3 separate regions of the Rattus norvegicus genome follow, and all the other regions are linked to region 2. Evidence: chromatin contacts called from public Hi-C data. All regions are on one chromosome and are shown on one strand. The core of a region is the stretch at or near the end of the contact, and the rest is flanking DNA. Distances in the headings are between cores, read along the strand shown.

The links. A called contact is a pair of places that touch in the nucleus more often than the background predicts.
Region 1: a contact with region 2 is called in a Hi-C map of the A7r5 cell line, with 2.7 times the contacts expected there. The contact joins the enhancer-like site here to the promoter of Ccdc91 in region 2. A contact is called at or near these places in 4 of 12 Hi-C or Micro-C datasets (the A7r5 cell line, Schwann cells, hepatocytes and 1 more).
Region 3: a contact with region 2 is called in a Hi-C map of Schwann cells, with 2.8 times the contacts expected there. The contact joins the enhancer-like site here to the promoter of Ccdc91 in region 2. A contact is called at or near these places in 2 of 12 Hi-C or Micro-C datasets (Schwann cells and mammary epithelial cells).

Annotation. Positions count from the first base shown.
Region 1 is chr4:182,619,966-182,622,726 of GRCr8, forward strand. No RefSeq gene overlaps it. Among named protein-coding and RNA genes, the nearest start is that of Far2, 84 kb to the right of the region's middle. Within about 2 kb of position 1,321, at least 3 of the 93 cell types and tissues checked have an H3K27ac peak or open chromatin away from gene starts, as enhancers often do. A contact at or near this core is called in the A7r5 cell line and hepatocytes, where this site is marked.
Region 2 is chr4:182,131,663-182,134,626 of GRCr8, forward strand. Ccdc91 (coiled-coil domain containing 91) reads left to right here and starts at 1,311. Exons shown (of 13, transcript NM_001014061.1): 1 at 1,311-1,465.
Region 3 is chr4:182,469,398-182,472,162 of GRCr8, forward strand. No RefSeq gene overlaps it. Among named protein-coding and RNA genes, the nearest start is that of Far2, 230 kb to the right of the region's middle. Within about 2 kb of position 1,309, at least 6 of the 93 cell types and tissues checked have an H3K27ac peak or open chromatin away from gene starts, as enhancers often do. A contact at or near this core is called in Schwann cells, where this site is marked.

The DNA of each region.
Region 1 (2,761 bases), core at 71-2,570, 490 kb after region 2:
CCCATCATCGAGGATTCTTTTCCCTAGCTGCATTTACAAAATCTCTCTGAATAATCAACCAGCAATCAATCCGTGGGGAAGGCTCAGGCAGTCCCTGGCAGTGCAGTCCACGAGGTCTGGGGTCCGGGTGGGGATCGGGGGAGTGGAGGCGTGGGGCTCCGGAGCACAGTTTTGTCCCAAGTTGATTTTCTTAACCTTGGGTATGTGCTGTTGATGTGAAAGCAGGAAGAAATGCCACATTATCCCCCCTCGGCTTTGCGTGCCTTGCTTGGCACGGAGTCTGCCAGTTTAGACCACCTATCATGCAGACCTGCCTCGGAAGAAAACTGGCTCTGTGATAAACACACCTAGGGATCTGTGAGTCAAGAGTGCCCCCTAACGGAAGCATGAAGGATGCCTGGGATTTACCTTCTTTTCTTTCACTGGCAACAATTCTGTCCCGTTTTACATCTTGGGCTCAAAGCTTACATTTACCTTCATCTGTCAGGGTGAAACTTAAAATGCTCACTGCCTCCTGCCTTGGGTCCTGGACCCAAAAGATTCTTCTGTGGCTCTGGTCTCCCATGAATCCTGGCCCCTGCTTATAATTTTTACCCTTACTTATGATTGAGAAATGAAGGGTTTCTGGGATTAATTCCTCTCAGGTTTTAAGATGAGGTAGCCACAGTGATTTCAGCCCCATCTTCCTCTGAGAAGTGTCCATGCTTTTTCCTAAAGGCATGTGTTAATCATTTAGCCAATTCTACTTGGCGCGGGGCACCCCAAAGCCCTCTTGAGATGATGCAATGTCGCAGAGCGAGAGTCCAAGCTGATCCGCGTGGGTCGGCATAGGAGGGCTGCGTTCAGACTTGCTGGCTGCACTTACTGAGAAAACCCACATAGGTATGTTCCAGAAACAGTGACGATTAGCTCAAACTGAACCCAGGATCAGGCAATGCTTGTTGGACATTGCCTGCCTCTCTCCTCTGTGAGTGAGCTAAGCCATTAATACTTAAACAGTAGAGACAGCTGTTGGACGATGGGCAGTGTCTGAAGGGCCTTTCCACCCTGTCACTTGGCCATGAAGGTGGCTCAGACACGAAATGGATCCAGCTAGCTTCCCTTGCCACCCAAGCAGAACCAGGTCATGTGTACAACGTCAGACCATGGGCTTCCAAGAGCTATGGAAATTGGTGCTGGGAACTTGCTGTCCCTAGAAGCATGACATGTAGACAAGCGGTGCTTCTCATTTCTCTGTTAGACTGGAAATAACTCTCTGGCCTGTAAGTGTGTGAATTATAACTGGACCCCTGAGCCTGGACCTCAAGGTTTGTCTCTCGCTTTTGTGGTTCATAACATTAAATCACCATGGGGCCTGGGGGGATGACTCAGCATAAATATGAAGACTGAGTCCGATCCTCGGCCTCATGTTAAAAAAGGAAAACGGGGGGGGGGGGGGACAGAGAGAGAGAGAGAAGGGAGGGAGGGAGGGAGGGAGGGAGGGAGGGAGGGAGGGAGGGAGGGAGAGAAAAAAGTCAAGTTCAGTGGAGCACATCTGTAATCCTAGTATGGGGGTTGAGGGGAGACAGAGCAGAAACATCCCTGGAACTGGCTGGCCAGCCAGGCTACACAATCAGTTTGAGCTCCAGGTTCAGTAAGAGACCCTGTCTTAAAAAATAAAATGGAGGGGGTTGGGGATTTAGCTCAGTGGTAGAGCGCTTGCCTAGGAAGCACAAGGCCCTGGGTTCGGTCCCCAGCTCCGAAAAAAAGAAAAAGGAAAAAAAAATAAAATGGAGAGCAATTTAAGAAGACACTGGACAGTGACCTCTGGGATCAATGTGCATGCGTGTGCACACACCTGCGCACACACATGTGCACATGTGCGCACACACATGTGCACATATGCGCACACATGCACGCATGCACACACGCATGCACACACACATTATTCAGAGACACGGTATTTTGGAAACTTCACTGTCTTAATCCAGCAAGACTCTTGGCAAAGGTCTGCAAACATCTAAACCCAGTTCAGGAGTAAAGTGGCAAGGAAGATGGTCAAACCCAGTTCCATGTGTTCACATGAGAGGATCAGAAATTGAATTTTAAGCGTCTGTGCTGAAACGTAGAGGTGACACTGCCACCACCCCTCCCTAAGCAATGTAGTACAGCAAGGGTGTGTGCAGTATTCCCATTCTTCAAGGCATCCTCTGTAACACAGGGGGCTTGGGCAGCCCTAGATTCTGGTATGAAGGAACAGGAGGCCATGGAACCAATATCTGAAGAATACATAGGAATAACTTAACAATAAAGTGGGACCAGGACATATACAACAAACCCAGAAGCTCCAAGTAAGAACTGGTGTTTACTTGCACAGGCCAGTGCCTTGTCTGCCCAGGCTCTATTCCTCCACATCTAGAATGCAAAGGATTATGCCAACTGGTGGGAATGCTGAAGGTCACTGAGTGAATAAGCACCAAATCTGGTCAACTCTAAGTTAAACTTGACATGAGACTCGTCAGGTCAATGCCCAGCTTTTCACCTTCTCTGGTTTGGGTTCTTGGTGTTAATCACATGCGATAGGAAGCAGCTGACTAGTAGGTCCTGGATGCCACCAGATTGGTCCTCAAGAACATCCTTCTTTCCTGTATCCTTCTGATAAAAATCAAAACCCAAGACCCTACAGAATGGTAGGGCCGGAGGGATTCACTTTCCAGTGATGAAATTCTTATTTAAATGTGAATTGTGGGGAAACCCCAATTTAAACTTCCGTTCTAATTCG
Region 2 (2,964 bases), core at 61-2,560:
TGTCACTGAACTGGTAATAAAAGTATACATGTGTAAAGAAGCATCAGATTTATCTAAGAGAAACACACCTTGTTTCTGCAAAGAATGGGTGGGGTGGAAAAAGATCAGAAGAGGTGATCTTCTCAGGATTACAGCCGTTCACTAATGATTTCAGGTTGCCCAGTTCAGTGGATTTGTGTCAAGATCCGGTTGACACTTCCCACTTTGATTAGAGATTAAAGACAGTTCAATTTTGTTCCATGGAAGGAAGAGAAAAGCAATTCCCAACAAATGCCCCTTGTATGAAGAGTAGAAGTTGCCCACAGACTTACACTCAAAGATTAGGGTACTGGGCAGTAAAACATCTTGGACGTATCTAGTTCACTCCCAGATTGTTACCACTTGACTAGTCCCAAGTAAATAGCACACATTCAATAAAAATTAAGTGAATGTTGTTTAAATCATCTGAGAAGTGTGCTATCTGTTGACCATTTCCACGTAACAGTCATGACAGTCTATACAACTACTCTCCCCTTCAAACAAAAACCTATCAAGTATGTGTGTGTGTCTTCCCCTCAGGAAAAGGACAGCTTTGATATAAGGATGTCGAGCGGCTGAAAAATCAACCATCTTTAACAGAATATGAATGAACTGCTATGATAGAGTGATTACAGGTGCTATAGTCCCAGCGCCACGGATCTTCAAAATTCAGAGAAGCTTTCAGCCTAGTAACGTTCAGGAACTTGAGAGTTCTGCTAAGCCAACAGGACCAGACAGCATGTCAAACATTTCTTGAGCAAGTCATAGTGCCAGGTGCTTTATTCAGTTCTCAATTTTTTTTGGTTGCTTGTAAGAGGCAAAGGGAGCAGAAGGCTCTTCTGTGGTAGATTCGAGTTCTGGACAGGAGAAAGATTTTGATTTGGTATGTGGTTTGATGGGTCTGCCACTAAGGGAGAGTGAGAACCCTTACTAGGAGGTAGATCTTGAGAAAGGTCAGGAAAAGCATTAAGTCGAAGCCAATCTATCGCAGAGAGCAATTACCTGAGGATCACTCAACTAGGAGGTTCTTCTTGTGCCCTAGCCTGCTGAATCTCTTGTAGGAGGAATATTTAGTGGATAGTTTGTTTTGGCTCAGGACAAAGTTTAAGGGACGGATCAGGATGGTCAGGGTAGTGAAACCAGGTTAGTCCATTTCACAGGTTAGGTCTCTCTCCAGATGAGGCTCAGCTGGCCTCAGCTTGGGGGTCATGTGATGCGACCGCGGATGACTGGAGCGCCGCGCGCAGGCCTGGGCGGGCCTAGGTGGAAATCAACTTCCGGTGAGGAGGTTCTGGACGCCGGGTGGTGCGTGGGCTGCCCCAACGTGGGTTCCCGGACCCGCAGTCACCGGGAGGGGGGTTGCGTGTCCCGTGTCCCGGAGCACGTGCCTGAAAGCCGGGTGTGACGCGCAATAGCGCGGGGAGCACTGCGGCGGCGGCAGGAGCAGGTAATCGGGTGCTCGCCGTCAGGGTCCGGGTCTCGGCCGCGGGTGGGAACGTGGCCGAGCTACCGCGAGCCGTGAGGTCTCGGCTGGGCCACTCGTAGGGCCTAGGTTAGGGAGGCATCCCGCTCCCGCCCTCGTCCTCGGAGACTTGCACTTGCGTGGTCCCGAGTGGAGAGCCATAGGAAGTGCGCTCCCTGGCTGTGCCGCAGTTGCCCTGGCGGAACGGAAGTGTTGACCCAGTCGCTGTTCCCGCCGGCACCGAGCGGCGCACCCCTTCCGGTCTCAGACCTTGGGAAGGCGCGCTGGAGTCCTCTTGGAGATCTGATCGCAGGACACACCCACAGCGGCATCTCGGGTTCTTTCCCGAGAGGAACACCTTGCGAAGCGCGTGGCCTCTGTCTGTCACACACCTTTCCCCGCCCCTAGGATGCGGCGCCTGCGAGGCCGCCTCCGCCGGAGGGAGCTTTGCACAGGAGTTGTTCCTTGCTCTGGCAGCTCTCTGTTGGTGAGGCCACAGCGCTCTTGGTCCTCCTCTCTGGGCTCAGCTAAGGTCCCTTAGAGGCCGCCCACGAATTCCGACGTCTCCCTCCACTGTGCAGACACTGACACATCGTCCGCTCCGAATCCTTACCGCCCGGCTCGGTCGATGGTGGTAGAACATATTTGCTGCGTGGTTGAGGGATTGCTGTCTTGTCACTGGGTGGGTCAACACTCACCGCAGGATTTAAGACAAAAGCCTTCAGGAAGGGGCGACAAGCAACCAGGGAGAAGTGCACTTGTGGTCCTTTCCGCCACACTTTCTGTTGATTTGGGGGCTGTCTGTTCCTCACCTGTTGGGATAAATGGCTCAGGGAAGACGCCAGGCCCGCTACACCTTCTTGGTGCCCGTAGGTGTTGTGATAGTGGAGAATTGCCTGGTGAGCGGTCAGGAAGTTTGGTGTCCCCTATGATAGCTAGGAGGAGTTTCAGTGGGCTGGGAAATGTGAACTGGTTGCCTAGCAACATCATACTCCAAATGGAAAAAAAAACATAAAACAAAATGAGAAAGTCCAGGATTTTTGAGTTTTTAAGAAAAATACTAATCTTCATAATACTTGAAAGAAAAAGAAAACTTTAAAAAATCACCCAGCGAAACATCTGTTGTTCTCTCCTTTCCTCCTTCTATTCCTCCCTCCCTCTATCTCTTGTCTCTGTCTCTGTCCCCCACATTCTGGGTGTGTGTGTGTGTGTGTGTGTGTGTGTGTGTGTGTGTGTGTGTGTAAAAGAGCCTGTCATTATCTTGTCTCAAGCTTGAATGGACAGAACTTTGCTTAATGGGACACTTTATTGAACACACAGCTACTATAAGATTTGTAAAGAATATAGAGTTTTTATTAATAAAGAAAATTTTGAGGGGAATCTCGATGACACAAGACAAGTGGGAATCGATTGAGGTGGGCTTCTATTCATGAAAAAGGAGAAAACAGTTTAAATTCTATGGTTCACAATTACAGAGCACCATT
Region 3 (2,765 bases), core at 59-2,558, 340 kb after region 2:
CCTGGCAATTTTACGGTCTTATCTGTGTGGTCCTTTTCTTTGGCAAACGTTCGACAGGATGTTGTCCTGGTGGAGCTCAGTGGAGTGCTCAGGGAAGGTGGATTGCAGAACTTAATGCCCCCACCAAGCATGGTGCCACCCCTTCCCCCTCAGTAGATCCAAGTGATTGTCCTTTCTTGTCTTGCCACAAAAGAGGCTTTCTGAGAAGAAAAGTGGGAAGAACAGGAAAGAAACCTAATGAGTAACTTTAAAAGCGCATAAAGAGGCATAGAGACAAATGTTGGCATCAGTCTGATTTTCTTCATTGAAGACTCTAATTGAATTTCTCCCGCTGAAGTTAGAGCGCACTGCAGATCCGAGACTTCCCCATTCTATTTATGTCTATGAAGCAGATCATTGTAATGGATACAGATGGGCAACGAGCTCTCGGTTATTGCATAATTTTTCAAAATTTTACGATTGCTTTTCCTACTTCCTCTTCACATAATGGCCTCTCTGTGCCGTTTGCAGACTGCACACTGCATCTTCAGGACATTTTACCACTTCAGCCCATTTTAATTTATTAGAAACGCACTAGAAGTGCTCTGTAAACAGCCCACAGAACAAAACTGATTAGTAAGACACAGACAACCTGAGCCCTATTAAGTTACTTCTGAGATGCTTGGCGAATACAAGCACATGTGTGCATTCCCTTCCTTCCCTTCCTTCCCTTCCTCCCTGGCTCTTTTGATTCAGCAGACTTCGGGATTTGAGGAGTGGAGGAGAAACCAAATTAATGCCGAGGCTCATCAACCCATAGCAAGCAGGACAGAGAATGTCAGCTGTATGGTGGGAAGTTCAGCAAGATGGAAAGTTTCTCTTCGGCTTGACCTTCTAAACCAGCTTGGTCGATGGTTGGGATGTATAGATGTGATTAAATAAGTAGGTTTACAAGGTGATGGGGCTGGGCTGGGCTGTAGCTCATTAGGTAAAGCCATCTCCTAGCTGCATGCAGCCCTGTGCTCAAGCCCCAGATTCACAAAATGTGGGGCAATTGTGATGGGTACCACCTGTAATCCCAGCACTCAAGAGATTGGAGCAGGAGGATCGGAAGCTCAAGATCACCCTAAGCCTCACAGTAAGTTCAAGGGCACCTGGATATTGGAGATCTTGTCTCAAAACCAAACAAAGATGAAGTGTATGCCCACGGTGTCTGGTGTCTGGTGTCTGGTGGCCTTGGCTGGAAGGGGATGAGCCTTTTTGCTTTGTTCACAAACCATTTGACCTCATGACTCATCTCTTAGATATGACCTCAGTGGGAAAGCTGCCTGACAGAGCAACTCCGGGGTTTTCTGAACCAATGCCCGCCTCTCTAGCAACTTTCTGCCTTGTTCCCACTGTGTCCAACAGTGTGGTCTTTGCCCTTCGGAGGAACTTCAGGGATGACAATCCACTGCTCTGTGCACGGTGGGAAAGGGTTTTGTGAGTTGTGTAAGTCTGTTAGGAAGTGGCTGATTCTCTCTGTGGTGCAAAGGAAAGCTTTCTGGAGCAGGAGGCAAGAGCGGCTAGAAGCTGAGCTATAGTGGACAGTCGTATGCTCATTATGACTCATACCTGGTGTGTCCTAGAGATTACCTCATTCTTGATGAATGGGAAGTTTAGTAGTTCTAATCCTGAATAACTGCAGGAAAGAATTATCAAATCTGGGAATCCACGTGTCGGAGAAAAAAAGAAGAGACTCCTGCAAGTTGCCATACACAAACAAATGTAATGATTCCATATGTATGCCAAGACCTACACAAATAAAGGTAATGATTATATTTTTTTAAAAAGAGTAGCTTAAATGGGTATCAGAATAATTTAGGATTTGTAACATAACAAACTTATAATAAGGCTTTACGACTGCTAAAGATGTTCTCAGGCGGGCAAGAGACACCAGAGGAAACTGAGCATGTGCAATACAGCACTGGCTATCAGGGCATCTCTCACGTGTTCCCTAAAACTAAAAGAAAAGAAAATGCTCTCTGTCAGATGGTCAACTAGACATATACACATCTTTAGAAGAGATTTAAGTCATTGCAAAATATTCATTTTATTATGGTGCACAACATCAATGTTTTAGATGTCTTTTAAAGAATCAATCAATCAAGGTTTACGGAGATGGCTGAATCAGAAGTGCTCGCCCGCAAGTGTGAGGACAGCAATGTCATCCCTAGACTCTGCCCACCCCACCTTACCCTCCCCGGCTGCCAGTTGTTTTCTAAGAGTGTTAGGTTTGGTATCTGTGCGGTCATCTCCAATGACAAACCTTCCTTTTCAAACCCAGCTCTTCTTTCTTTTAGCATTTGTTGGCCATCTTTGAACTCACCTCATACCCTTTCTGATTTGGAGCGCCTGCCCTCCAAGCCTTTTGTCCCACTGTCTAGAATCTAAATATACCTGTGAACATACCTGTGCTCTCTCAGGTAGCCACAGGGCCAGTTGGTATTTAGGCTTAGTTTCTGGTTATAGTTCTGTGTCTTCCCATTTCTGCCCTTTAGAGCAATATCTAAAGCCACCACCTCTGACACAGGCTGGTAGCCATTTTTAAACTCTACACAAATTTTATACACGAGGACCCTCTTCTAAGGGCCTTCTCCCAGAACATTGAACTTTATAGTACAAGCTTCCTCTATGCCAGATGCCGAACTGTGAGACCAACAGGAATTTCCTCAGCACTGACCACTTTGCATTTAAGTTCTATTTCTAGCCTATTAAGAAGCTTGTTTTCCAATAAAATGGCCCAG